Linked DNA regions of Mus musculus: regions 1, 2, 3, 4, 5 and 7 are each linked to region 6. Evidence: chromatin contacts called from public Hi-C and promoter capture Hi-C data. All regions are on one chromosome and are shown on one strand. Each heading gives the region's core, a stretch centred on a gene start, on an enhancer-like site or on the middle of the called end of the contact. The rest is flanking DNA. Distances are from core to core; before and after follow the strand shown.

Region 1 (3,633 bases), core at 10-2,509, 1.2 Mb after region 6:
ACAAACCTTTTTATAAAAAAAAAAAACAAAAAAAAAAACAAAAAAACAGGTCTAGTCCGACTGAATCTCCTCCTACCCTAAACAAATCGCTATCAGCCCTAGAGCATCGCTGCCAGGCTATATTTCCTGTTGCCTCGCCTGAATGATGAAACCCCATATGGCTCTTGCATTTGGACTTTTCCAAAGACCTCGGTCCTGGGTTCCATTGAATTGAATTCTCCTGCCACCCCACCCCCCACCCCCGATCCGCCGCTTTTCCCCCCCTTAACACAAAGCATGGGAGGGGTTCTAGGACCCGGCGGACGCCAGGGGCTCTGCCGCAGTGGGTTTGGGAGGCACTTGGCCCTGCAGTGTTCTGTCCCCCTAAGGCCTGCGGGTGGGTCACTGTGTCGGTTTGATGTGAGCCCTTGTTCCCTGGCCGTGGACCAGGCGCTAAGAATCGGAGTCCGTGAACTCTAACTCCTACCCAAACCCTCTGCTAGAGGACAATCTCGAATTGGCAAGCACTTGATGTCCTCCTGAACCTACACCCTGCTCCCCCGGGGCTGCAGAGTAACAGGAACACTGATGAGGGGACGTGGGAGCCGATGGCCCTGAGATGCCTTGTCTTTGGACCTATTACCAAAAGTGCATCGCGTGTCAGAAGCAAAGACAGCGTGGGACTGATGCTCATGGGACAACGGAGTAACGTCTGCCGCCGCGCCACGGTCCCATGGGGCATCCAGTTGTGCGCCCGGTAGTGTCCTTGGCCCTTGGGCTCCCAGAAGCTAGGGGTACCTTTCTCCCCTGCTCAAGCCGCACCAGGTCCCCCAACTCTTCTTTTCAGTGCAGTCACGGGCCGTCCCCTCCCCCAGCAACGCGCCCCTATAATAAACAAGTCTTTCCTTGATCCTCCCCTACCGCGAGCGCCCTCAGGGACCTTGGCAGCTGCTGAAAGCCGCCTCGGATCCCTTCCAGAAAGGGGGTGTGGCCGAAGCTAAGGCGAGGGGAGAGGGGTTCGGCCGGGAGCGTTCTGGGGCTCCGTGGGGGCGGGGCCAGGCCGCTGTCACCAGGCAGGAGAGAACGTTGCGAACGTGCGCCCGGTGCCTATTGGCTGAGGTGGGCCACACTCCCGGGTCTCGATTGGGCTGCGACCTGGAGGGGGCGTGGCCTCGCCGGGAGAGCCCTTATAGGCTGCTGCTCGCTGGTGCTAGGGATCGCAGCAGGCAGGGGGGAGGTGCGAGAGGGTTCGAAGGGACAGGTCCGGGCAGCGATCGGGGGTTGGCACCAGTTCGCTCACCCTTCGAGAGGCAGAGCGCTCTTGTCCGCAATCTTCGCTGACCGCGCTAGCTGGTGAGTGTCCCTCCCGGGTGTGCACATCTTGTCGGGGAGTGACCTCGGCTCTTGGGGCCTCAGAGCCCTCAATCCTGTGCAACGCCGACACTGACGCCAAATCCTTGTCCCTCTTGTCTTTCAGCGGCTTCTGTGCGCCTTCATTCGGACCTTAGCAGCCAGCGTCCTGGCGTCTGACCCCGCCATGCCTAGCCTCTGGGATCGTTTCTCGTCCTCCTCTTCCTCTTCGTCCTCGTCTCGAACTCCGGCCGCTGATCGGCCGCCGCGCTCCGCCTGGGGGTCTGCAGCCAGAGAAGAGGGCCTTGACCGCTGCGCGAGCCTGGAGAGCTCGGACTGCGAGTCCCTGGACAGCAGCAACAGTGGCTTCGGGCCGGAGGAAGGTGAGCACTCAGCCGGGGCCGAATTGGGTTCGGGGATGGGGGGTGGGAGGGGTCCCGGGAGGTGGGTACGAAGCGAGCTGAATCGGCTCAAAGCCACCTTGGCTTCCCACCCCAGCACGAAAAAACAGATTACTCTAGGGTTAGAAGACAAGACTGCGGGGCGGAAACTGAGGCACGGAGTGGAAAGGGACACTGTTTGCTTAGGCAAACTGCACCTCCCCCGCCCGTACAGCTCCTGTGGAAGGCGCTCTAATACAATACCCTTTCCCTGTGTTCTCTCTATCCAGACTCCTCATACCTGGATGGGGTGTCCCTGCCCGACTTTGAGCTGCTCAGTGACCCCGAGGATGAGCACCTGTGTGCCAACCTGATGCAGCTGCTGCAGGAGAGCCTGTCCCAGGCGCGATTGGGCTCGCGGCGCCCTGCGCGTTTGCTCATGCCGAGCCAGCTGGTGAGCCAGGTGGGCAAGGAACTCCTGCGCCTGGCATACAGTGAGCCGTGCGGCCTGCGGGGGGCACTGCTGGACGTGTGTGTGGAGCAAGGCAAGAGCTGCCATAGCGTGGCTCAGCTGGCCCTCGACCCCAGCCTGGTGCCCACCTTTCAGTTGACCCTGGTGCTGCGTCTGGACTCTCGCCTCTGGCCCAAGATCCAGGGGCTGTTAAGTTCTGCCAACTCTTCCTTGGTCCCTGGTTACAGCCAGTCCCTGACGCTAAGTACCGGCTTCAGAGTCATCAAGAAGAAACTCTACAGCTCCGAGCAGCTGCTCATTGAAGAGTGTTGAACTACATCCTGGGGTGGGGTGCGGGGAGGGTTTCTCACTGCCCCCCAAAGTGAAGACAAGGAATTTCTGTGGTGGAGACCCGCAGGCAAGGACTGAAGGACTGTCCCCTGTGTTAGAAAACTGACGATAGCCACCTGAGGGGCGCAGGGCCAGGTGGGGGAAGGAAGTGTTCTCCAGGAAGTCTCTAGGTTGTATGCAGGTGGCTCCCTGTTGGGGCACACGCCCCTCAGTACTGTAGCATGAAACAAAGGCTTAGGAGTCACACAGGCTTCTGGCTGGATGTGTATGTAGCATGTACCTTATTTTTTTTTATTACTGACAAGTTACAACAGCAGTTGTGGGCCAGAGCCAGAAGGGCAGCTGGTCTGCACTGGCCTCTGCCCCGGCTGGGGGTTGGGGGCTGGGGGGGAGGCAGGGGGAGGTGGCCGACAGTTTGTGTATCTTCTGGTCTGAAAGGACCTAGTGTGTTTTGTCATTTGTTTTGTATCTTGGTTTTGGGGGGTGGGGATCGGCGCTTCACTACTGACCTGTTCGAGGCAGCTATCTTACAGACTGCATGAATGTAAGAGTAGGAATGGGGTGGGTGTTAGGATCATTCGGGATCTTCGACACTTGAAACAAAATTACACCTGGGAGCTGCAGCCAGCCCATCCCGGTGCCCATGTACTGGAGGATTCAACTGTGAGGAGAGGGGCTGGGGTGGGGGTGGGGGGCTGGAACCCTCTTTTCCCAGAGGAGTGCCACCTGGGTCTTCCATCTAGAACCTGTTTACATGAAGTTACTCGCGGTTCATGAATACACTTGATGTTCAAGTATTAAGACCTATGCAATATTTTTACTTTTCTAATAAACATGTTTGTTAAAACACTTGAGTCTCATCGGCGCCATAAATGAAAAGGGAGAGTGGTGGGTGCTGGTCACAAGTTTCATCAGATTTCAGGGGCCACTTGTGTGTCCCCTGACTGCCTGGTAACTGCCATCAGAGCTCCTGGACTGCCTGGCAACCTGGGAACTGTGCCATCAGAGCCAAGGTCCCTCAGTTCTGCTGAGTGGAGCTACCAGGAGAATGTGCTGGAAAGCACCCGAAGGTGAAAGATGAGTCAGACCTCCCTGGAAGTCTGAGTCTCTACAAGGAGGGTT
Region 2 (3,446 bases), core at 264-2,763, 1.3 Mb before region 6:
AAGGGATAGAGACAGAGGATTGACCGATGGCGCGGGTTGGAATGAGGACCACCAGACACCGAACGAACGAAGTTGTTACTGGGTCCAATTTTCTAAAAACCGAACGGCTCCTGAACTCAGAAACTAGATGGTGTTGGGGACCTCTCGGCAGAGGACTGAGGGAACGTCGCCACACATGGCTTCCCTCCTAGTGTTTGGCCGGCCAAGAACTGAATGGTCACGCCCAGACGGAACGAACAGAGGCACCTCTTTCCTTACAACTCGGGTGGGACCGAGTGCTGTAGTAGATAGGAGTAAGATCAAACTTTAACCAGGTACACAGAGCATACTTTGTGGTTATAACTTTCGAGATGCGAGGAGTACAAACTGCTCACGTTAACTGAATTCTGCAGCTCATGGTGGAGCACATGCCTAGCTTGCTCATGGCCCCTACATGGAGCCCTAGCACCAAGGAGAGAAGCACGTGTATTGACACACGTGTCACGTAAGCGCCAGTTATCGTACAACCGGATTTCTCTGCAACCCGTCTTGATCTGTAGCAGATCAAGCTACGTCCTCTAACGTTATCCTATCAGGAAACTACGGATATTAATGCACCAATCTTCTTGGAAATGCACTTTAGCGTTTGAAGCCACATGATGCAGGATAGACAGTTTGGTCACATGACGACGCTTGTACGGTTCCCTTCCGCGCATCTGTAACATCCCTTAAGATGCCTGATTACTTTCCCTTCTTTCGAGAAAGACGCTGCCAATTGCCGCAGAAAGAGTGAGAGGATGGGAGCTCGTTTCTGCCACTGTAACGTACAGAGGTCGTGCTCCCACGAAGAGGCGCGCTCCCAACCCTTCCATCTCCTTTTCCTTCAGGCGCACGCGGGGGCAGCCCTGTGTCTCTCTGGGTCCTTTCGCTCCGCGGGCGCCGGAGCTACGTCACCGAGCGGCGCCAGTGGTCCGGATTTTCCCCGGCTCCATTCGAGCCGCGGCCTCAATGTCCTTGCCTCGGTGTACCTTGCTGTGGGCTCGGCTCCCGGCGGGGCGCGGGGCTGGGCCCCGGGCGGCCCCTTGCTCCGCCCTTCGCGCTCTCGTGGGGTCGTTCCCGGGGGCTTCAGGACGCGTTCCCTGCTTGGCCGCCTCCTCCTCTGCCTCTGGTGGCTCCAAAGCCCCGAACACGTCCTTGTTCGTGCCGCTGACGGTGAAGCCTCAGGGTCCCAGCGCCGATGGCGACGTGGGCGCGGAGCTCACTCGGCCTCTAGACAAGAGTGAGTGCTGGAGCCTCCCGGCAGAGCGGCAGGGTCTGCAGCCTGGGCCTACATAGTGCAATGTCTGTTCCTTTTTGGAGCCCTTAGCACCCGAGCCTAAGTCATATTTAGTCTCTTCTGTAGTTGACATTGACCGTTCTCTTCGGTCGAGGAGGTTAAGAGTTTTGTCCCTAAGTGGTGCGCCGCTTGTGCTCCTAGAGTCCTCATGGAGGGATTAAACAGTGAGGACTTGCCATTGACCTGATGTGGATGTCTAACGATGTTAAAATTCCATCTGGTTGCCAAGACAACGGGTCTCAGATCCGGATTTCTCAATAAATTTACTCTCCCACGAGACAGACCTGAATTTAAATACAAGATAAAAGTTGATAAAACTGTCTTTGCCAAAAAGTAGTATCGTCCCAGGTTCCAGAGATGAATAAAAAAAAAACCTTTAGCATCACTGGGTTGAAGTGAGTTTTGTCCTACCTGCATTTGGGTGAGCTTGACAATGGGAGGGTGAAAGGTTTCTTTTCACCAAATGACATTCTTAGAGACTGAAAGAAAACCACATTTCTTTTAGGCACAAGCTGTCTTCCTGGCTCTTCAACAAGCAATATTGATGCTTCCTATTGTGACTTTAAAATATAGGCTTCATGTTGGGAGTCAGAGGCAGAGGATGGCAAGTTCAATACCAGCCTGGGCTACAGAATGAGTTCAAAACAGGCTTGGAAAACTTAAGAGAGGTCCTATTTCAAAATAAAAAAATTAAACAAGGTTTCTCTGTGTGGCTTTGGCTGTCCTGGAATGTGCTCTGTAGACCAGGCTGGCCTCAGACTCACAGAGATAGGCCTGTGTCTGCCTGCCGAGTCCCTGGATCAAAGGCCTGGGCTACCTGCACCTCCAGGCAGCAGAGTGTTCTTTTTTAATGTGCTTGAAGATATAACCCTGGGATATATGCCTTGCCAAGCACGCAGTGCCGTGGGGTCATTTCCCAGTACTGTGAAATCAACTAACAAGGTAGTACTCCTCCTCTTCCCCTTCCTTTCCCTCTACTTTTTCCCTCCTCAAGATAAGCTCGAGCTGTTCTCAGACTGGGGATTGTCATTAATTACTGCACAGGCTACCGTTGCTAACACTGCTCTTAGTAGTGAATTACATCTGCCTCTCATAGCAGGACTTGCCTTTTCTTGGTTACTCAAGAAGAGCTTTGGGCACAAGGGGAGGTTTGATGGTGACTCTGTGGGGGTGGGGGGAGGGGGACTGGCTCTCTCCTTGTGTGTCTGTGGTCTGTCAGGGATGGTGCATTGCTGTACTCTTGTCATTTTTCTTACTCCATTGCACAGTAGCCCAAAGCTTCACACTCTCAAAGCATTCCTGAGGCCCCGGCCTTTAGTATTATGACTTCAAATTCCTTTTGTTGTAGATTTGTCTAAATTGGTAAACAATTGTTAAAAAAAAATCTTTTATAGGGTCTGGAGAGATGGCTTACAAGAGCACTCACTACTCTTCAGGTCCTGAATTCAATTCCCAGCAACCACATGGTGGCTCACAACCATCTGTAATGGGGTCTGGTGTATCTAAAGAGACCAATGGTGGTGTACTCATGCATAAAATAAATAAATAAATAAATCTTTAAAAAAACTTATATTTCTTTTTTAGATGAAGTAAAGAAGATCTTAGACAAGTTTTATAAGAGGCAAGAAATTCAAAAGCTGAGTGCTGACTATGGACTTGATGGTAAGGCTGACAATTTTTTGAGAGTTATTTTGAACAGTTTTTATCAATTTATGTGTGTGAGTATTTTTCCTACATGTATGTCCATAGCTACTTTTGTGCAGTGCCCATGACAGAGAGTATTAGATGCTCTGGAATTGGAGTTAGAGATGCCTGTGAGCCACCATTCGGATGCTGAGAATCAAGCTTGGTTTCCATGGAAGAGCAGCCACTGTTCTTAACCACAGAGTTCTCTCTGCATCTCTGCCAGTAACATCTTCATAGAACTGTCACATTTTGCATTGTACTTTGTTATGTGTATTATAGTCTGAAGAAAAGTCCCTCTCCTTGTCTTCTGGGGGACTCACAAGCCCAGCTTGCCAGCCAGACTCCACAGTACAGGAGTGCGTGTTCAGCCTGCCTTAGTGTCTGTCCTGTGTAGTTTCAGTTTTAGCTCAGCTTGTGAAAAGCCAGCTGTGCTACCAAAACGCTG
Region 3 (3,624 bases), core at 990-3,489, 1.9 Mb after region 6:
TTCAGTGATTAAAAGTAAAACTGCTTTAAAAAAAAAATTGGGAACCGCTACTTACAATACAAGTAAGACGTTATCAGTGGGATTCCCATCTCCGTTCACATAATCCTCCTTTGTAGTTTCACATTTCAACTCTGACCTTGCCCTTCTTTAGCACCTTAAGCAAGTGTGCATAGCAGAAAATCAGGGCAGCCTCTAGTTTCATTCACTTACAAACATTAGCAGGTTCAGTTTGCAATACCATGTGTTTTGCATTTTCTCATGGCCCTTACTTTGCATGGTATCTCGCAATGATTAAAAAGCAAATGGGACTCTTAGTCATCAATAATTCCAGTTCTCACAAGTTCCAGGTTACCTGGGTGGGGTTGGGGAAGAGGCACAAATCAGTGCATTATGAATCACTTCAGAGACATTTTCTTGCCTCAGAATGCTATCCTGAAAGGATTATTACAGATCCACCCCAAGCCCGAAAGTTAAAATGCATAATTTATTTGGTTTTTTCTGCTTCCACTTCTTATCCATACCCAGTATTATTCTACCTTGAAGACAAATAAGCCTTAGCATTTCTAGCGCGAATTATTTTACCCAAATACATTGGACTTCGGTCTCAGTTTAAAGGAAGATGAGTAGCCTCTAAGAGACCTTTCCTCCTCCTCCTCCTCCTCCTCCTCCCCTTCCTCCAGTGTCGGTTTAGCATCCCTGAAGGAGGGAGTGGTGTGAATGATCTGGGTTCGGAATCGGATTTTGTTGAGTCGTGGCTTCATCCGTCCACTTGAGCTGCCCGAGGCTTTGCGACCTGAATCTTTTGCTTTGCTTCCTCCAGTCCATCCCTCGGGGACGTGGTGGTGAAGTTCAGCTCCGTCTTCCACGACCGGGGAGAGTTTGTGAGTGATGTGTGAGGGGAGCACCTTTGAAAGTCTCCAGCGCCCACCCCCGCGGGCGGCAGGGCTGTCTCCATCATCTTCATCCAGGGCTCCCACCAGGTTCTTTATCTCCTCTGCGATGCTCTCGCTCAGATACTGAGAGGCCTTTCTCCCGCTGTAGTCCCTGATGTCTACATCTGCGTCGTAGGCCCCCACTAGTAACTTCACCACCTCTACATGCCCATGCATCGCTGCCAAATGTAGGGCAGTGTAGCCTCCGCTCGACTTGGCATTGATGTTCACTGGCAGCTGGTGTTTGGTGGCAAAGTTGACCAACATGGCCAGGAGCTCTTGCCTGCCGTGCTTGGCGGCCCAGTGGAGACAAGTGAAGCCGGTGATGAAGTCTCGCTTCGAGAGCAGGCCGGGCTCACAAGTGAGCAGCCCTTCTAGGCTGTCCCACTTGCCCTCGGAAGCTGAGAGCATCCAGGCGTGATCCAGGGGATCCAGGGTAACCGAGGCCCCGACGCTGCTCTCCTCTTCTGCGGACGAAGAAGCTAACGATGCGGTATCGGAGTCGCCCCCTCCTCTGCTGCGACCTCCAGCGTTACCGTCCCCAGGACCCACGCTCCTCTTTAGTTGCGGGGAGCTGCCCAACACCAGGTCCCGAAAGTTCTGACGGGCCGACCTGGGTGTGTTTGGCCCACTAGGGGAACTGCCCCCTTCAGCCTCCCCCTGTGGAGGGAGTTTAAGGTTCTCGCTGGACCCGGGACCCGACGCCCAGGACACGGCCTCGACCTCCTGTGGTGGCGAGTCCTTACCTTGGGCCCCACCTTGAGCAGGGGCTGGAGGCTCTTGGTCGCTCACTTCGCCACCCAGTCCGAGAGACAACTGTGGATTTGCCTCCTGGAGCTGGCTGCCCTCGCAAGGCTCCGCTGCAAGGTCCGGGACTTGAGGCTCCTCAGTCACCTCGATACGCGGGGGCTCTCGGGGGAGCTTGGCCTCAAGCGGGGGGGAATCCCCCGTACAGAACCTTTTCTTGAGATGCACATACTTGGTACCATCCGCGGGATCGGTGCGCACGGTGGCCACGGCATTGACCAGTTCCTTGAAGCGCTCGCGGGCGCGGGTGCGCTGTTCGCGCTGGCCACCCAGGACGTCCCTGAAGTGTTGCACCAATTCCGAGTGTCCCGCCCGGCCCCCACGCTCGGCGAGGAAGCGCAGGATCGCCTCCGAGCTCAGCTCCAGTGACCCCTCCATTCACCGCGGCTCAGCTTCTCAGCCCCAGGAGCGCTCAGCCAGACACCATGGCCGGACGCCTGGAGGACCCGGAGAGCGGCTTGGGTCTCAGTGGCTGGCAGCACGCGCGATCCCAGCTTTGAAGAGTCTCGAGTCCCGCGAGCGCTGACACCGCCTCACTGGGGCCGCGTCCCAGTGGACACGCCCCGCCACACCCACTTCCGCTCGGGACTCAATCTCGGCGACAGTCCCCGGCCCGAGGCCCCGCCCACTTCCGGGCTCCGCGCGGGCTCGCAGCCACTGTTTCCGCCAGTGGCGGGAGGCGAGGGACCCAGAGCTTGGCCTCCGAGGCTCACGTTTCCACTCACCCTCCCCACACACTTGGCTTTTCGTCAAAACGCCCGGTGGGGCACACCCGGGAGAAGCTCGCCCCGAGCGCGGGAAACCCTGGTAGTCCCTGGCGCGTTCCCGCAGCCCTCCGCCTCGGCCCCGCCCCAGCCTCTCAGCAGAGGCCGCCCCGCCCATTAACGGCTGCGGGGCGCCGGGCACGCCCCTTGTCCCGCCAGTTACGCCCAGCGGGTCTCTCTCTGAAGCGGCCCGGGACCTGTGTTTGCGTCCAGCCTGAGACCACCGTTTCCCTACGTCCCACCAGGGCTATGGCCTCATGCGACGAGGTACAGCAGCTGGTGAGCCCCGCGCCCTTGGGTTCCCCGAGCCCCCGCCCCGCCCCGCCCGGTCGCCTCTGGGCCAGCGAGATTGTGACCGTGCGGCTCCGGGACTCCGCGTGTCGTGGAGAGGGGGCTCCCTGTTGCCCCAGGGCGAGGGCTGAAGAGCTCTGGCGAGCGACTGCATGTTGGGGAAAAGTTACATTTTCCAGGCTTCCTGGTCCTGGCCAAAGCGGGGTGGTGTAAATGAAATCCAGGATGATGATCGATGCCTATCACTTTGTAACGGTTTTTTTTTTCCTTTTCCCCGACTTAAATCAGGCCTTGGAATCCGCCTGATTTTGTGCAATTGTGTACACGTACATGGCTACTGACCGGAAAGTCGGCTTCCTTAGATTTTCCAAAGCTCGCGGGTTTACTGTAATGCTTGGCGGTTTTGTTTGGCTTTCCCGTCCCCTTGTAATGAAAAAAAAAAAAAACAACAAAAAAAAAACAAACAAACCACTTGACCGATCCAATGTTTTGTGCGGTTCAAATAACTTGAAAAACTTATCTTAGTTGATATAGGATATAAGCCATAGTTATCCGAGAGGTCATACTGTTTTCATAATACCAATCTCTTGTAATCTTGCTTTTGTTCCCATCATTTTAAGATTGTATGTGGAATCTTCCAGTTGTCGCAGGGGGTAGAATAGATTCTATTTCTACTTCCCTAACAGCTGCACGCAGTAAATTATTTTTCTCTACTTTAAGAAACTCTAATATTTCCCTTATCCAATATTAATGAAAGTAATCCTCTTAACTAACTCTATTGAATCCTTTGGCATTGGTAGTATTTTTGTCGGATTCTTAATCTCAAGCAA
Region 4 (3,464 bases), core at 62-2,561, 1.3 Mb before region 6:
TGAACCTCTATACCTGACTTATCCTTCTTTATAGAGTGGGTGATGCTCCTTCATCCAAGCCATCTGCATCACAGGGTTTTAATCAATAGTATTTTGAGATCTAAACTCCCTTCTCTGTCCCCATACTATTTTACCCGTCTGTAAATATGACAGGTAATCTCCAATATTGGGAAGGCTGAAGGAGGACAGATGTGTTTCTTGACAGCCTGGGCTACATAGCATATTCCAGAGGAGCCTGGGACACCTAGTGAGACCCTGTCTCAACAATAAATATACACACAAACATCCATTCGTTCCAAAGCTCCCTGGCATAGCAATCTTTAAGATTTGTTTTCAGATAATATCATTTTAGGCAGATTTCTCCTGCATGCATGAAGGAAGTGCAGTGTTCCATCTGCAGCAATGCATAAAACCACCAGTGACTCCTGCAATTACAGCATTGGGAAGGCACTTTGGAGGTGCTCACTCTCCACTTGAGGCTAGCCTAGTCTACATGAGTACATGAGAACCCCTGTCTTACAAACAAAAGACTCATTTCCAGTATTTGAATTCTGTCGCGATTGGAGACCGAAGCCTCATTTTAACCTTTAAATATTTTAGACTTACAACTTGACACTCTACTCCCCAAGTTGAGTTTCGTTATGATAGGGCTGATGACACCCCTCCGCCCATAAATCTGAATGAAAGGTTCAGTTCCTAAGCCTTCGTAGTATTTCATCTATCCTCAGGTTTTCTGGGCCTCCACTACAATGACTGACTGGATCAGAGTGTTGGAGAGCTGCGTTTTGCACGCTTGCGAAACTTTTAGGAAGGGCTGTTGCCGGGGAGGGGGGGTAAGGAGGGCGGAACCGATTTGAGAGTACTGCCTCTCCGGCTTGGAAGGCTGCGTCACGAGCTATCCGTGGACTGCAAAGGATGTGCTTTAAAGATTAGCTTTTCTCCCTAACCGTCTCTTCGGAGGCCAACAATTCTCGGGGCTGAGGCGGGAAACAGATCAGGCGCAAAGGTCGGAACTGCAGCAAGCCCGCAAAGACACGCCTCCCGCACAAACCCTCGAGTCCCCCAAGTTTCCCTAGGGAAAAGGAAATGGGCGTGCCGGAGGGAGGAGTTTGACAGCGCACGGCTCGTCACGTGACAACTAGCTCTAGGGTTGCTGGACTGAGAAGACAGATCTTTGACTCCTCCCACCAGACGTCACCCACCCAGACCACGCCCTCAACCGAAAGGCGGGGCGGAGGAGCCCCGCCTCGAAACGGCCTTCCTGAAGGGCGGGGCCTCTAGCAGGGCGGGGCCTCTAGCGGGGCGGGGTGGGGGGGGGAGGGAGAAGAGGAAAAGGAGTGGTCACGTGCGGCTGATGGCCTACGGTCACGTGACGGGCGGCGGGGCGCAGGCACCCAGGCTGGGAGTTCTTCTGAGGGAAAGCCGAGTGGAGTGGGCGACCCGGCGGCGGTGACAATGGTGAGTGCGCGGCGGCCTGCCTGCGAGGTCGTCTCCCGCGGGGCCGTGGGGCGCGCGGCGGGACTCCCAACGGCGGGCGCGGCGCCGAGCCTGCAGGGAAGGGGCGCGGAGCGGTGAGGCCTGACGGCTGCCCGCTCCCGGCCAGGCCTGAGCACCTGCGGCCGGCGGCACTGTCCCGGCCATGTCGGAGCCTCTGCCCGCCTTCCTCGACCGGCTGTGGGGACCCTGGCTGGGCACCCGCAGCCCGCCCAGCCGGAGCTCGGCAGCCTCGCCTTCCAAGGTAGCCGAGGACAGTCAGTGCCCTCTCTCCCAGTTCCGGACTCTGGCGAGACCTGCTCACCTTCCTCGTCCCGAGCTCGATAGAGTCCGCTTATTTTCTTTAAGCTGGTTGTGGAGACATTCTGCGATTTCTTGATTCGGGTGGAGGCTTTTGGCACTTGTAGAATAGGAGGGGAAGGGAGGGGAGACAAGAGGGTGTCGGAGCCGAGACCCCTCATTTATATCTCCAGACGCCGATTTAAGCACTTGGTTTCACTTCCTTCCCTAAGCGATTTCTATAACTTAGCACTTTGGGATGTTGCAGTGTCTTGGGAGCCCAGGCAGGGATGAAAATCAGAGCACTTAACCACACTTAATGGAAAGCACCGTTGGGCGCGCTAGTGTTTAACTACGCGCCCGCGGTCTATAGATTAGAGCTCCTTTGGCTCGTGTTATTTAGCATATACTCCATGAGAGCCCACTGTGCGCTCCCCTTATACTACCCGCTCTTCCCAAGCTCGCCACTTTTAATAAACTGCTTGAAACTTCTCGTCTCAAGCCAGCCAGCCAGGTCTATTTTTAAAACGTTGCTTTGATTAAATAACTTTGAGTCAGAAATTATTTGCTTTCTCTAGGGTTTGGGGGGTGGGGGAGAAGTTCATTCAGGGAGCGTTTTCTTAAACAGTATTTTGGGTGAGTCCAGGGACAGATAAACAAGGCAAACTGCTTGCTTCCTTGCAGCTTACAGACTCTGGAGAGTTAAGCATTTGTTTAGATAAATTAGTTTAAGGTGGAAATTACAACTGCTGTAAATAACTAAGAAGGAATTAGTAGGCTGTTAGGGAGTCCTCCTTTCACTGTTTATAATTTGAAAAGAAAGCTTAAATTGCTCTCTTCTTGGTTACTTAGTTGAATTAGTCCTTCTAGTTAAGTTTTTTTTTTTTTTTTTTTTTTTTTGGTTTTTCGAGACAGGGTTTCTCTGTATAGCCCTGGCTGTCCTGGAGCTCACTTTGTAGACCAGGCTGGCCTCGAACTCAGAAATACGCCTGCCTCTGCCTCCCGAGTGCTGGGATTAAAGGCGTGCGCCACCACGCCCGGCCCTTCTAGTTAAGTTTAAGAGCAATTTTTTTTTTTATTTTTAAGGTATTTGTCAAACGAAATTGTAAAGCTTTAAAGCCTTTGTATGGGCACACATGTATGTATGAGAATTTGCTGTTTCATTGTGTGTGGGCTCAAGTGAATACATTGTGGAAGCTTTGGTTCCTCTGAGCTCTGTTCAGTTTTTTTCTTACTGAAATTTTTTTCCTATATATTTTGATTATGTTTTTCCTTTCCTTCAAGTTCTGTTTCTTTACATCAAGCAGACTTAATAAATTTCCTTAAATGGTGCCCACAGAGTTTGTTACATTTTTATGTATCCACGTGTAGTTTTGCTAGATGGTAATGCTAAACAATGTATGTCTTGGCACCTTGTGCTTGTTGGAGGGCCTCAAGAAAGCCTCAGCACTCCTGGTACTGTAGTTAAAGTCAGTTGTGAGCTGCTATTTGGATGCTGGGAATCTGAACCTGGGTCCTCTGGAAGAGCAGCCAGTGCTCCTAACCATTGAGCCAGCCCTGTTATTGAAAAATATTGCAGAACTGTGTTTTCTTGTGTGTTTTGGCAGCTTTAGTGGCAATTTAATTTTGTTAAAATAGTATTTGTGACTTTAAATGTTAAATTTCAAATTGGAAAAGACCTTTCGGTGTGT
Region 5 (3,249 bases), core at 333-2,832, 1.1 Mb after region 6:
GTGAGTTCCAGGACAACCAGGGCTATACAGAGAAACCCTGTCTCAAAAAAACCAAAAAACAACAAAAACAAAAAACAAACAAAAAACAAAAAAACAAAAAAAAATTCTGCTGTGTAGGCAGGTAACATATGCACAGACTACATTCGTAAATAAATAAATGTAATAAGAAATTTAAATTAAAAACTCCATTATGTAGGCCTCAACTGGGCAGTTCACAGCACATCCTAAGCAAAAATAGTGTCGCTTTCCATGAGCTCACCAGTGTAAGTTCTTGTATAGGTGTCTGATTAACCTATAGGGGGTGAGGTCTTGCTAGCCACCTAAGTATGAGCAGAGTGCTTCATTCACCCTATCCAGTATGATATTTTATCGTATCCAGTTTGATAACGCATTGAGGAACCATCGGTACAATACCCGCGGAAGAGAGGTAAGCCGTTTTAAAGATGCTAGAAATAAATACCTTCCAATCAGATTTATTTCCCTATCACAGTACAATTAAAATATGACTTACTAACACAGTTCTCGGACCAACACAGTACTGAGAAGGAACAGTTTCCCGAGGCCACTGCCTCCAGAACACAACAAACGGCTTCACGCTTGAATCAATAATTCGGAATTAAAGGCTCCTGATAAACTACCCCATGTTCCCATCCCAGATGGCTGCGGCTACAAGTTCACGTACTTAACAAGTTCCACCAAAGAAGGCCTAACAATCCCTTCCAAATGAATGCTTGACCCAACCCTCAGTCAAGTCGCTAATCCGCAGCCACCTGCAGGACGCAAGAAGAGGGTTCGTGCTTTGAGAAAACAGAAAATCAACGTTGGCAGGGGGATGCAATTATTAACAGTCTTGTGCCGCGCCACCCTGGTGTGCTACTCCTTTAGCATCCCTTCCCACTTCAAAAACCACGTTCTGTCGAAAAGGAGCCTTTACAAAGTGTGAGCACTGAGCACGAAGCCACAGTGGTACCTTTCCTGAGCAGCTCCAGGCAGAGACTGCGCAGAAGGAGGAGAGCGGACTAGCCCTGGGTCATGGGTGTTTGAAGAGGGAAAAGTGGATATGCTTTCGTGCAATTCTCACATAAAAAGCAAACGCTGAACATCCTACGCTAGAGAGGCGGAGCAGACAGCACCAACGCAAGAAAACCAAAACTGCGGGGGACTGGGGCGGGGAAGGGGGCGGGGCAGCCACAGCGACCCGGAAGTGTTCTCGGAAAGCTCGGTCTGGCCCAGCCGGGCTCCGCCCCCTCCACGCATGCGCGCTAGCACCGCCCTCTAGCCCTCACCGCCGCAGGGACAGGCGCAGCACCGCCATCAAACTCCCACAGCTCAGGCGGGCGCGCGCACGCCGCCGTCTACGTCGTGGCGAGCGAGGCCGCACGGCTTCGTCCAAGGGGCGGGGCTGTCAGTCAAAGTGCACAAGCTGCTGAGGTAAGTGGCCGAGAACCTTCCAGACCTGATTCCCCCCTACGCTCCTACCTGCCAGGACTAACTGGGAGCGTAGGAAGAGACCCTGGAGGCTCGCCCGCGCCGGCCGTATGCAAAGGCAGCGTCATCCGACTGAGCATGCGTGGGGCGGGTTGGCGCCTGCGCCGTGGGCCGGCCGCAAGCCTTCCCTTCCTCCCCGAGTTGTTGGGTAGGAAGCGTACCTGGGTGGAGTTGGAGTAGCCAGGATTAGGGTGCTGGCTCCTCCCCTCTCCCGCGAGCTTCTTCATCCCACCTAGAAAGAGCTACCGCAGCTAGGTGCTGCGGGTGGTGATCCGTCTGTCTAGGTGGGACACCTAGTGATTTTTGTTAGTAGAACCCAACGGGTGTCATAATTAGCCACCTCACTTGGATCCCGATCGACATAAGCATCTGGTTTGTTCTGGGCTTTATTTTAAAGGAGGATCTCTTTTTTTGTTTTGTTTTGTTTTAAGACTATAAGCGGAAAGTTTATGAGTGCGAGGTCGTCCCTGTCGTACACAAAGTAAGTATTTAACCACGCCAGCCATATTGTGCCCCACAAACTATCATTCCGCTTCTTAGGAGCGTTTCCTCTGCTTGGCAGCAGCCACAGCTTCCCTGATAGGGCCAAGTTCCAGATAATCATCATTCAACAAAAGTTCACTGAGTGCCTCGTTATGAGGATGGTAGTCTCCTGAGCGACAGGGTTGAATACTCCATGCAGAAAGAGTCATGACTGGAACTGTCTCGGTCCCCTGCAGCCTCTACTGAGCTGATTGCTTTTGTCCTCGGTTTGTTTGTTTGTTTGTTTTGGTTGGTTGGTTGGTTTTGTGGGGTTTTTTTTTTTTTTTTTTTTTTTGGTTTTTTTGGTTTGGTTTGGTTTTTTTTGGTTTTTCGAGACAGGGTTTCTCTGTACAGCCCTGGCTGTACTGGAACTCACGCTGTAGACCAGGCTGGCCTCGAACTCAGAAATCTGCCTGTCTCTGCCTCCCAAGTGCTGGGATTAAAGGCGTGGGCCACCTCCGCCCGGCTGACCTCGTATTTATAAATCATTCATCCAGGAGCCACTGTGACAAGGGTTTTTATAAGATGCCTCCAGGGTACAAAGGTAGTTTGTTTTCTCCTTCCAACGACATGGGATCCTTTTCAGTGCCTCACACTTGGGTAAGCAAACACTCTAGCCACCTCACAATACATCCCCAGGCCCAGGCTTGAAGCTGGTGTCTGCTGTCTTCCTCCTTAGCCTTTCATAGCTTCCCTGAACCCAGAACATTCCCATTCCCCATAACCTAGCTAACAACATTGCTATGGGGAATCGCTTATCTTCTGCCTCCCAAGGGCTGGGTTTACAGGCAGCTACCACACCTGTGAGGCTTGTAAGTGACTTGAAGGGCTCCCCAACCCCTCCAGTGAAAACACTTACTCCATGTAGCTCTCCCCAGCCCCACTGCAAGATTCTTTATAAGATCATGAGGTGAATGTGCTGACTGAGAGTGTAGCCCAGCGCTAGGATGTGTGAAGTGCGTAACATCACACTGCCTGCCTCCCGAGCAGACCCTTCCCTCCCGGGAGCTTTACACGTAAGTGAAAAGCTGGATTGTGCATAGGGAAAAGTGTATGTGCCAGTGCACACCTGTAATTCCAACACTCGGTAAGCCAAGCCAGCGGGATCTGGGATTGCGGGCCAGGCCGGGCTGATTTGCTTGTCTCGGCTGTACTTATTTAACCCTCATAACTCTTCCTCGGGGTAGGCTCCACTGTTACTGACTCCAGCTTACAGGTGAGGCATCTAAGGGACAGAAA
Region 6 (3,595 bases), core at 636-3,135:
CCTATTTGAAAGGTCAATTCGGGGTTTTTTTTTCCCCCAACCTAGTGTGAAGGGTGACCTTTGTGACCTTGGGGGTCCTTCCACTTGAATTGTAGTGCTTGCCAGCTTTGCTTCTGAAAAAAACATTTCTGCCCAGTATTTATACCATTTGCCCTCTGTTTATTTCTTTTGGGGAAGTGAAGGCTGGGGTGGTATTATTTCCATTAACCAAGTTGACATGCTTTTTTCATTCAGACATCTTTAACCTTGATGGGAAAATCAAGTTTCCAACACAGAAAAGAGACCAAGGGCCAACCCCTTGCTCACTCAGTGAACATAACACAAGTTAAAGTCATCTCAGAGGAGGGAATATTGATTAAGAAAATGCCTCTATGAGATTCAGGCTATAGGCAAACCTGTAGGGCATTTTCTTAATTAGGGATTGATGGGGGAGGTCGCAGCCCACTGTGGGTGGTGCTATCCCTGGGTTGGTGGTCCTGGGTTCTATAAGCAAGCCAGCCATGAGGAGCAGGGCAGTAAGCAGCACTCCTTCATGGCCTCTGCATCAGCTCCTGCCTTCAGGTTTTGCCCTGTTTGAGCTCCTGTCCTGACTTCTTTTGTTGATGAACAGTGCTCTGGACGTGTAAGCCAAATAAACCCTTTCTTCCCCATATTTCTTTGGTCATGGTGTTTCATCACAGCAATAGAAACCCTAAAACAGTAAAATCTCAAAGCTCTTCCTTTAAAGACCCAGGTTAGGTGGTTGCTCAGATTAGTCTTGTCTGCAGACACTGGCTGGAAGTGACCAATTGTGTCCAGAATGCAAGGGTTGGGGTGGGGAATAGGGTCTTATTTTGAAGCCCCGGTTGGCTTCAAAATTGCCTCAGGAATTACAGGAACAAACCACCACACCAGGTTCAAGTTAATTATTTCAAGCATTTATTTTTATTTATGTGTAAGCGTGTGTGTGTGTGTGTGTGTGTTTATGGCCTCAGAGGCCAGAAGACAATGTCAGAGTCCATGGACCGGGAGTGGTGTTTGGGAGCCATCTTAAGTGGGTGCTGGGACCCAGCCTCACTGAGCCCTCCCTCCCCAATCACTTCACATAACCAGCTTTTTATGGGTATAATTTCAGTACTTGGGAGCCTAAAGCAGGAAGATTGATTCAAGTTCAAGGCCAGTTTATAGCTTACACGACAGAGTGAGACCCTGTCTCAAACACTAACCAGCCCCTAAACTGTTGAGTGTAGTGGCTGGCAGGAAGATTGTGAGTTCAAAGTTATCCTAAGATACAGGACCAGTTTGGGGCCAGCATGACCTAAGTCAGAACTTGGATCAAAACAAAGAATTGTTAAGAGAGATGTCACCTTAGATTTTTGGAAGGCTGTGATGAGGCGGGAGAAAACCTAGATCAAAGCCTTTGACTGCCCTACAGAAAGACCTCAAAGCCAGTCTCGGCAACTTAGTATAAAAAGCCTGCATCACAAAACAACAACAAACAACAATAGCAACAAAAGACAAACACAAAGAGTAGCCTGAAGAAGTTGTAAACTCACAGGGCCAGCTGCTGGCGAAAGGTGAGACCCCTAGACACCCTATCTGGCTTAGACACAGTCCCTACCCGGCCAGCAGGCGGCGCGCACGCCCACACGGCTCTGGGCGCCCCGAACCTTGGCGCCGAGCCTCTCAACCCTGGCGCCATTACTTAGCCCTGGCCACAAACTCTCGCCTGAGTTCCCCCGACACCACAGCCCGGACCCAGCAGTAGGCGGGCGGAGGGCTGCGGGGCGAGCCGAGCCCAGCGCGGCGTCGGACGTGCGCGCGCCCGACAGCGGCAAGGGCGCGCACGGCCCGGGCTCCTGGAGGCGGGCGGGTACCCCAAGGCCATTTCCGGGAGGGGCGGGGCCGGGGGCGGCGCACCTCCAATCTCTGCGGCGGCGGCGGAAGGGGGAACCCGGGTCCCGTGGCCAGCGAGTGAGTCGCTCGCAGAACCGAGGCGCGTGAGGTGGGCGGCGGCCAGCGGAGCCTCTGCGGGGAAAGAAGGAGCCGGGTCCACAGCCTGAGGAGGTGGAGCTGCCGCGGCGGGCTGGACCCGGCGGGAGCAGTGGGGAGCCGAGAGGAGCTGGAGGGATCCGGGCCCGGGCTGAGGGGAGAGGAGGGAGGCCGAGCTGTGGTTGGGGAGCCGAGAGGGAATTGGGTTGTGGGGAGCTGCGCGGAGGGAACCGGGCTGTGGGGAGCTGCGCTGAGGGAGGCAGGTCTGTGGTTCATGGAGAGCTGGGCTGAGGGGAGCGCGGCTGAGGAAAGCAGGGCCCGAGCTGAGAGGGAGCCGGGCTGAGGGAGAGCTGGGCTGAGGGGAGCGCGGCTGAGGAAAGCGGGGCCCGAGCTGAGAGGGAGCCGGGCTGAGGGAGAGCTGGGCTGAGGGGAGCGGGGCCCGGGCTGAGGGGGAGCAGGGACCGGGCTGAGGGGAGCAAGGGTTCAGGCTGAGAGGGTCCTGGGCTGAGGGGAGCGGGGCCCGAGCTGAGAGGGAGCCGGGCTGAGGGAGAGCCGGGCTGAGGGAAGCGGTGCCCGGGCTGAGGGAAGCAGGGCTCAGGCTGAAAGGGAGTGGGCTGAGAGGAAGCTGAGCTGAGGGGTGCAGGTCCGTGGCACAGGGAGAGGTGGGATGAGGGAAGCGGGGCCCAGACTGAGGGGAGCAGCGCCTGGGCTGAGGGGGAGCCGGGCTGAGAAGGAGCAAACTGAGGGGTGCGGGCCCCAGACTGAGGGGAGCAGGGTCGGGGCTGCGGGGTCGGGGCTGAGGGGAGCGGGGCCCAGGCTGAGGGGAGCAGGGCCCAGGCTGAGAGGGTCCTGGGCTTAAGGGAGTCAGGCTAAGAGGGGGCGGGCTGAGGGGAGCCGGGCCTGGTCTGAGGGGGCTGGGTCCGGGCTGATGGGGAGCCGAGCTGCGGGGTGTGGGTTCCCGACTGCTGTGGGGCGTCGGAGAGACCCAGGCTCGAGTCTGTGGCCGGGGCTGAGTAGTGGCGCCAGGCTACAGGGGCGCGGGGGAAAGGCAGGCCGGGCTGGAGGAGTCCCGGGTCCCGCTGTGCCGAGAGGCGGCGGCGCTGCCGTGGGCCCGGGGAAGGGGCGTGTCCCCGCGTGCACGCCGCGGGCTCCACTGCTCCGGGGTGCCGGGGTCGGCTGGAGCGCTGCCAAAGCCGGCAGGGGGATCCCGCGGAGGGGCAGCGCCGGCCGGGCTGCCGAGTAAACAGCTGCGTTTCCCCTTTGCAGACGCAGAGGCAGGGCAGCCCCGGGGAGGGAGCCGGCTGCAGAGGAAGATGCCCGGAACCGACCTCCTCAAGCTGGTGAGTCGGATCCTTTCTCTCTCGCTCAGAAGGCTCTGAGTCATGGGACCGCTTCCCCTCCGATGCCTTGCTTTTGCTCAAAGCTCAGCATTCGCTGCCACTTTTTTCTTTTTGTTTTGTTTGCTTTGGAAACTGGCGTGAATGCTCGGGGTGAATAAATGGATGAATACGGTGGATGCAGAACTTAGAAATTCCCTGAGGATCTTTCTACAGCCCTTGCTCACGGCTTTTCTCTCTTTCTTCTCCTACCACTAGAGCAATTGCTTTTGTTTTGTTTCTGAAAC
Region 7 (3,561 bases), core at 625-3,124, 1.8 Mb after region 6:
TGCAAAATCAAACTGTCATGACCTTTTAAAGTAAGGAACAAAAATCTATGCTTCCTACAAAAGGAAAAGATAAAGCTTCTAATTCATATTTAAGGTTCTGAAATGACACTGACGGTCTAAAGTTAAAGAAAATCAGTGGCTGAAGAAAAAAAAGAAAGAAATCACGACTATTCCTATTTCAAATCAAGATAAAAATATTCAGAGCGTGTTCACTTTCAGCTTCTACTTCCTGCTTAAAAATCTCTTTTCTCCCTAGAAATAATCAAAATAACCCTTTTGTGTCTTTTTAAAGTTTAATTTCCAATGTTCCTGCTACGCAGGAGTAATTTTTTTATGCGATTATTTTAGGAAAAGACTAAGTTCCATTCATAAGCTTCATCTAAACCTGAGAAGGGAAACGAGGTTTTTTTTTTCCCCCTCAACCTTAAAAAAAAAAAAGTTGATGAAAGAACAGCGTTGCCACGTCTCCCCCCTCCCCCACTCACGTAGTGGCTATTCCATCCCTCCAGAGTGCATTCCAAGGAAAAAGTCCAAGAGCCATGGCTCTCGAGTTAAGTCGAACCTGGCAGGTTCCTTTTAATTAAAAAAAAAAAAAAAATCATTTCCTAAAAGAGAACCCAGGAGCTTGTCTATCCCTTTCTGTGGAGGCTCTTCCCTATAAACCACGGTGCAATACCCCAAGAGTCCTCATTTTGGATGGTCAGCTGAAGATGTTAAGTCCGAAAGCCTGCCTTTGTACCAAATTCCCACTCTCTAGGAGAAACAACCTCGTATTTAACCGTACCATCCTTCCCCACACTGAACATCCATCTGGGGTCAATCACAAAATTCAGTTTAAAAGTCTCACACAACCATAGAAGGTTTGGCCAAAATGGACTGACTTGTTGACCCTGCAAGAGGAGGGGAGCGTGAAAGACGAAAAGGGAAAGGGGATCATCAGGGTGAGCTGAACCAGAGGAGGTGGGCAAGATTGGAAACCAGGAGGAAAGAAGGAGCAGAGGGAGAGAGAAATACAGAGACAGACGCGTGTGTCCTTAAGTGATTCACTGGGATGAAGAGGAAGGAAGAAGCCAGCTTCCCCAACTGTGAATGACAGCAACTTCTCAGCTAAACTCGGCGCCCCGGGCTATGTCTACTTGCTGAGACAACGCCGAGAAGCGCAACAGACAAGTTCAGTCCTAACTTCTGAGTAGGTCCCACTTCCCAGCTTTACTTTCCAAAAGTGAAAAGGAAAAAGAGAAGAAGAGCGATCGAAACGGAGAGACTCAGCCCCCGGCTGCAAGCGCTGCCTGCTTTCTCCACTGCCACATGCTAACCATCTGCGGCTCGGGCGGCCCAGACCCCCGCCCGTCCGCCCTCGCCTTCCCCCGGCTTAGTGGGGCGGACGAGGTACCGCTGCACAAGTCATCAGGGAGGCTGGCTGCCCGGGATGGAACATTCAAGAAGGTCCTAGTGCTGGGGCGGGGCGCAAGCCGCTGCTGCCGCTCCGGCCAGAGGCAGGACGGGGGTGGGGGGACGGCGAGGGAAGCTGGGAGAGCGCCGGGGCGGCCTGACTTCGGGGGTGCGGGGCCGGGTCCTCTCGGGGAGACCCGGGGGCGGCTGTGAGAAGGGCTGAGCCCCACTCCAGAGCGAAGGGACCCCGGCTGCCCGCGGGGACCCCGCATCCGTCTCCAAGATCGGAGGAGCGCCTCACCTGGATAGCGGGCCGGGAGGAAGGCGACAGCTCGGCTCGGGTCAGTCCTGTCGCCTGCAGTCCCCGCTAGCTAGCTCCCTGCCGCCCTCAGCCTGCTGGCAGTGCGACTGGGCAGTAGAGGGAGCCAGGCGTCCCTTTTATATTCCCCTGCCGCGCCGGCGCGCCGGAGAGGGGGCGGCCGCAGCCCTCGCTACGTGCGCTCTGTCACACCAGCTCCCGCGCCACTGCGCAGGCGCTTGCGGCGAGCCTCCCACCCACCCGGGAGTCGCCCAGGCCCGGGGTGTTCCAAGCCTAGGCTGGCCCACGCGAGGACGCAGTGCGCCTGCGCAGAGCTCCTGCCACGCCACCGTTCCCGTGGTTACCATGGGGCTTCCACCACCACCCCCGCCCGGGTTCCTGTAGGATTTAGCGCCTTCATTTCAGGGTCAGCGGCGGGTCTCAGAGCCATCGAAGCCATCAGGAAGGACAGTTGTGCAAAATTAGGAGAAGTTTATAAGAATTTAGGAAATAAAGTGGAGGTGTGGAGTGGGAAACAAGACGGTGTATCCGGGGTGACTGTCGGGGCTGGCTTGGCCCACAGGGGTTTTTGCTTTAATAAGCGTCTTTTTTACACTTTTGAACACGAGGATTTCGCTTAATCTCCCACCCGCATACTTTATGGGTGAATAATAGATGACAATTGAGTGTCATCTGAGGTTAAATCCTAACCCACTCTGTATAAAGTTAGATTTTAACTTCCCTGTATCTTGGGTGCTACATCTGCAAAGAAGGAATACAATATTATCTGTTCCCTAGGCCCTAGGCTTGCTGTGAGAAACAATGAGACAATGAATGAAAAAGCACTTACTTAGCACATGCCTAGGATTCAGGAAGAGCATGGAAACATATAATGGGGCTGGGGAGGGGGTGTACCAGGATGTTGGGTTTTGAGCATTTACCTAACATGGAAAAAAAAGGCCTTAGACTTTATTACCTAGCCTCAAACAAACCAGCACAGAAACAAGCATCAACAACAGTAAGTCTGGAGATGTGGCACACACAGCTAAGATTTCAGTTCCCAGCACCGTGCTGGGTGGTGGCTCACAACATCCTGAAACCCCAGGTCGGGCAGATCAACAACTCTGGGCTTCCAAGAACACCGGTATTTAACCACACAAGACACATACGTATAGTTAAAATGAATAAAATTAAATCTTTAAAAAAATACTACTGAGCACACTATATAAGGCACGAACTGTGTTTGAGTTTAGTCTTGATCTAAAAGAAGAGAACCTTAGTTACTGGCAATAAGGACAATGCCAGAGATAATTTACTTCCTGTCAGGGAAAGAAAGACTTTTCTAACATTTGTTACTCGTTTAAAACTGTAAAGTTTTCCTTGCTTGCTAAAGTATGGAACTGATTGGCACTTATCTGGGACAGAGAGACAAAGAGCTTCAGGCGTCTGAAAGCAATGGTTTCTAAAAGTGTGGCTCTGTGGGTCTAGTCAGGAGCAGTAGAGCCAAAAATGTTTTTGTAGGACGATTTCGATTCTTTTGCTATAATGACAACACAGTTGGATTTTCCAGAGACTTCTGCTCCTTTGTCATGGTTTAAGTGTGAGGCATATCCCAACCAGGCCACTAGTAAGAGAATTTACAGAAGAAAAACAAAAAAAGCAAAAAACCACACAGCCACCCCACTAATACTCTTAAGATGTTTTTATTAAAAATGTTTTTCTGCTAACTTGTAATATAGTTGTTTTAAAATGCACAAATAAAGCTATTTTATATATTTTTTTAACCTCTCACTACAGTAAATCCTGCCAGATATGACCCATATAAAAATCTCCTTTAATCCTTAATATGTTTTATGAGTCACGGACCAAAG

Evidence for each region. Promoter capture Hi-C pulls out the DNA fragments that hold promoters and counts their contacts. A called contact is a pair of places that touch in the nucleus more often than the background predicts. Capture Hi-C pulls out chosen DNA fragments and counts their contacts.
Region 1: a contact with region 6 is called in a promoter capture Hi-C map of neutrophils, with 4 times the contacts expected there. The contact joins the promoter of Ddit4 here to the promoter of Sgpl1 in region 6. A contact is called at or near these places in 2 of 39 promoter capture datasets (liver and neutrophils) and 2 of 9 other capture datasets (adipose tissue and liver).
Region 2: a promoter capture Hi-C map of embryonic stem cells shows a contact between it and region 6, with 2.2 times the contacts expected there. The contact joins the promoter of 4930507D05Rik here to the promoter of Sgpl1 in region 6. A contact is called at or near these places in 1 of 39 promoter capture datasets (embryonic stem cells) and 1 of 9 other capture datasets (macrophages).
Region 3: a contact with region 6 is called in a promoter capture Hi-C map of liver, with 3 times the contacts expected there. The contact joins the promoter of Sowahc here to the promoter of Sgpl1 in region 6. A contact is called at or near these places in 2 of 39 promoter capture datasets (liver and pre-B cells), 2 of 484 Hi-C or Micro-C datasets (CD4 T cells and pre-B cells) and 1 of 9 other capture datasets (liver).
Region 4: a promoter capture Hi-C map of hippocampal neurons shows a contact between it and region 6, with 2.6 times the contacts expected there. The contact joins the promoter of Vps26a here to the promoter of Sgpl1 in region 6. A contact is called at or near these places in 4 of 39 promoter capture datasets (hippocampal neurons, liver and pre-B cells).
Region 5: a Hi-C map of neutrophils shows a contact between it and region 6, with 5 times the contacts expected there. The contact joins the promoter of Ascc1 here to the promoter of Sgpl1 in region 6. A contact is called at or near these places in 2 of 484 Hi-C or Micro-C datasets (embryonic stem cells and neutrophils).
Region 7: a contact with region 6 is called in a promoter capture Hi-C map of pre-B cells, with 5 times the contacts expected there. The contact joins the promoter of P4ha1 here to the promoter of Sgpl1 in region 6. A contact is called at or near these places in 5 of 39 promoter capture datasets (the C10 cell line, hippocampal neurons, liver and 2 more), 2 of 115 datasets of contacts at active chromatin or transcription factors (large pre-B cells and pancreatic cancer cells) and 1 of 9 other capture datasets (liver).

The regions. Positions count from the first base shown.
Region 1 is chr10:59,949,396-59,953,028 of GRCm38.p6, reverse strand. Ddit4 (DNA-damage-inducible transcript 4) reads left to right here and starts at 1,259. Exons shown (of 3, transcript NM_029083.2): 1 at 1,259-1,332; 2 at 1,457-1,712; 3 at 2,000-3,354. The coding sequence starts at 1,517. The coding sequence ends at 2,493.
Region 2 is chr10:62,447,227-62,450,672 of GRCm38.p6, reverse strand. It overlaps 4930507D05Rik (RIKEN cDNA 4930507D05 gene), which reads right to left and starts at 1,513. Exons shown (of 1, transcript NR_027926.1): 1 at 1-1,513. Supv3l1 (suppressor of var1, 3-like 1 (S. cerevisiae)) reads left to right here and starts at 935. Exons shown (of 15, transcript NM_181423.3): 1 at 935-1,258; 2 at 2,900-2,977. The coding sequence starts at 988.
Region 3 is chr10:59,220,537-59,224,160 of GRCm38.p6, reverse strand. It overlaps Sowahc (sosondowah ankyrin repeat domain family member C), which reads right to left and starts at 2,239. Exons shown (of 1, transcript NM_172939.3): 1 at 1-2,239. The coding sequence starts at 2,117. The coding sequence ends at 579. Septin10 (septin 10) reads left to right here and starts at 2,661. Exons shown (of 10, transcript NM_001024911.3): 1 at 2,661-2,770. The coding sequence starts at 2,753.
Region 4 is chr10:62,484,652-62,488,115 of GRCm38.p6, reverse strand. It overlaps Vps26a (VPS26 retromer complex component A), which reads left to right and starts at 1,311. Exons shown (of 9, transcript NM_133672.3): 1 at 1,311-1,458. The coding sequence starts at 1,456.
Region 5 is chr10:60,001,138-60,004,386 of GRCm38.p6, reverse strand. It overlaps Ascc1 (activating signal cointegrator 1 complex subunit 1), which reads right to left and starts at 1,582. Exons shown (of 11, transcript NM_026937.3): 1 at 1,480-1,582. It overlaps Anapc16 (anaphase promoting complex subunit 16), which reads left to right and starts at 1,252. Exons shown (of 4, transcript NM_025514.3): 1 at 1,252-1,431.
Region 6 is chr10:61,145,974-61,149,568 of GRCm38.p6, reverse strand. Sgpl1 (sphingosine phosphate lyase 1) reads left to right here and starts at 1,885. Exons shown (of 15, transcript NM_009163.4): 1 at 1,885-2,046; 2 at 3,238-3,311. The coding sequence starts at 3,285.
Region 7 is chr10:59,321,609-59,325,169 of GRCm38.p6, reverse strand. P4ha1 (procollagen-proline, 2-oxoglutarate 4-dioxygenase (proline 4-hydroxylase), alpha 1 polypeptide) reads right to left here and starts at 1,874. Exons shown (of 15, transcript NM_001316371.1): 1 at 1,694-1,874.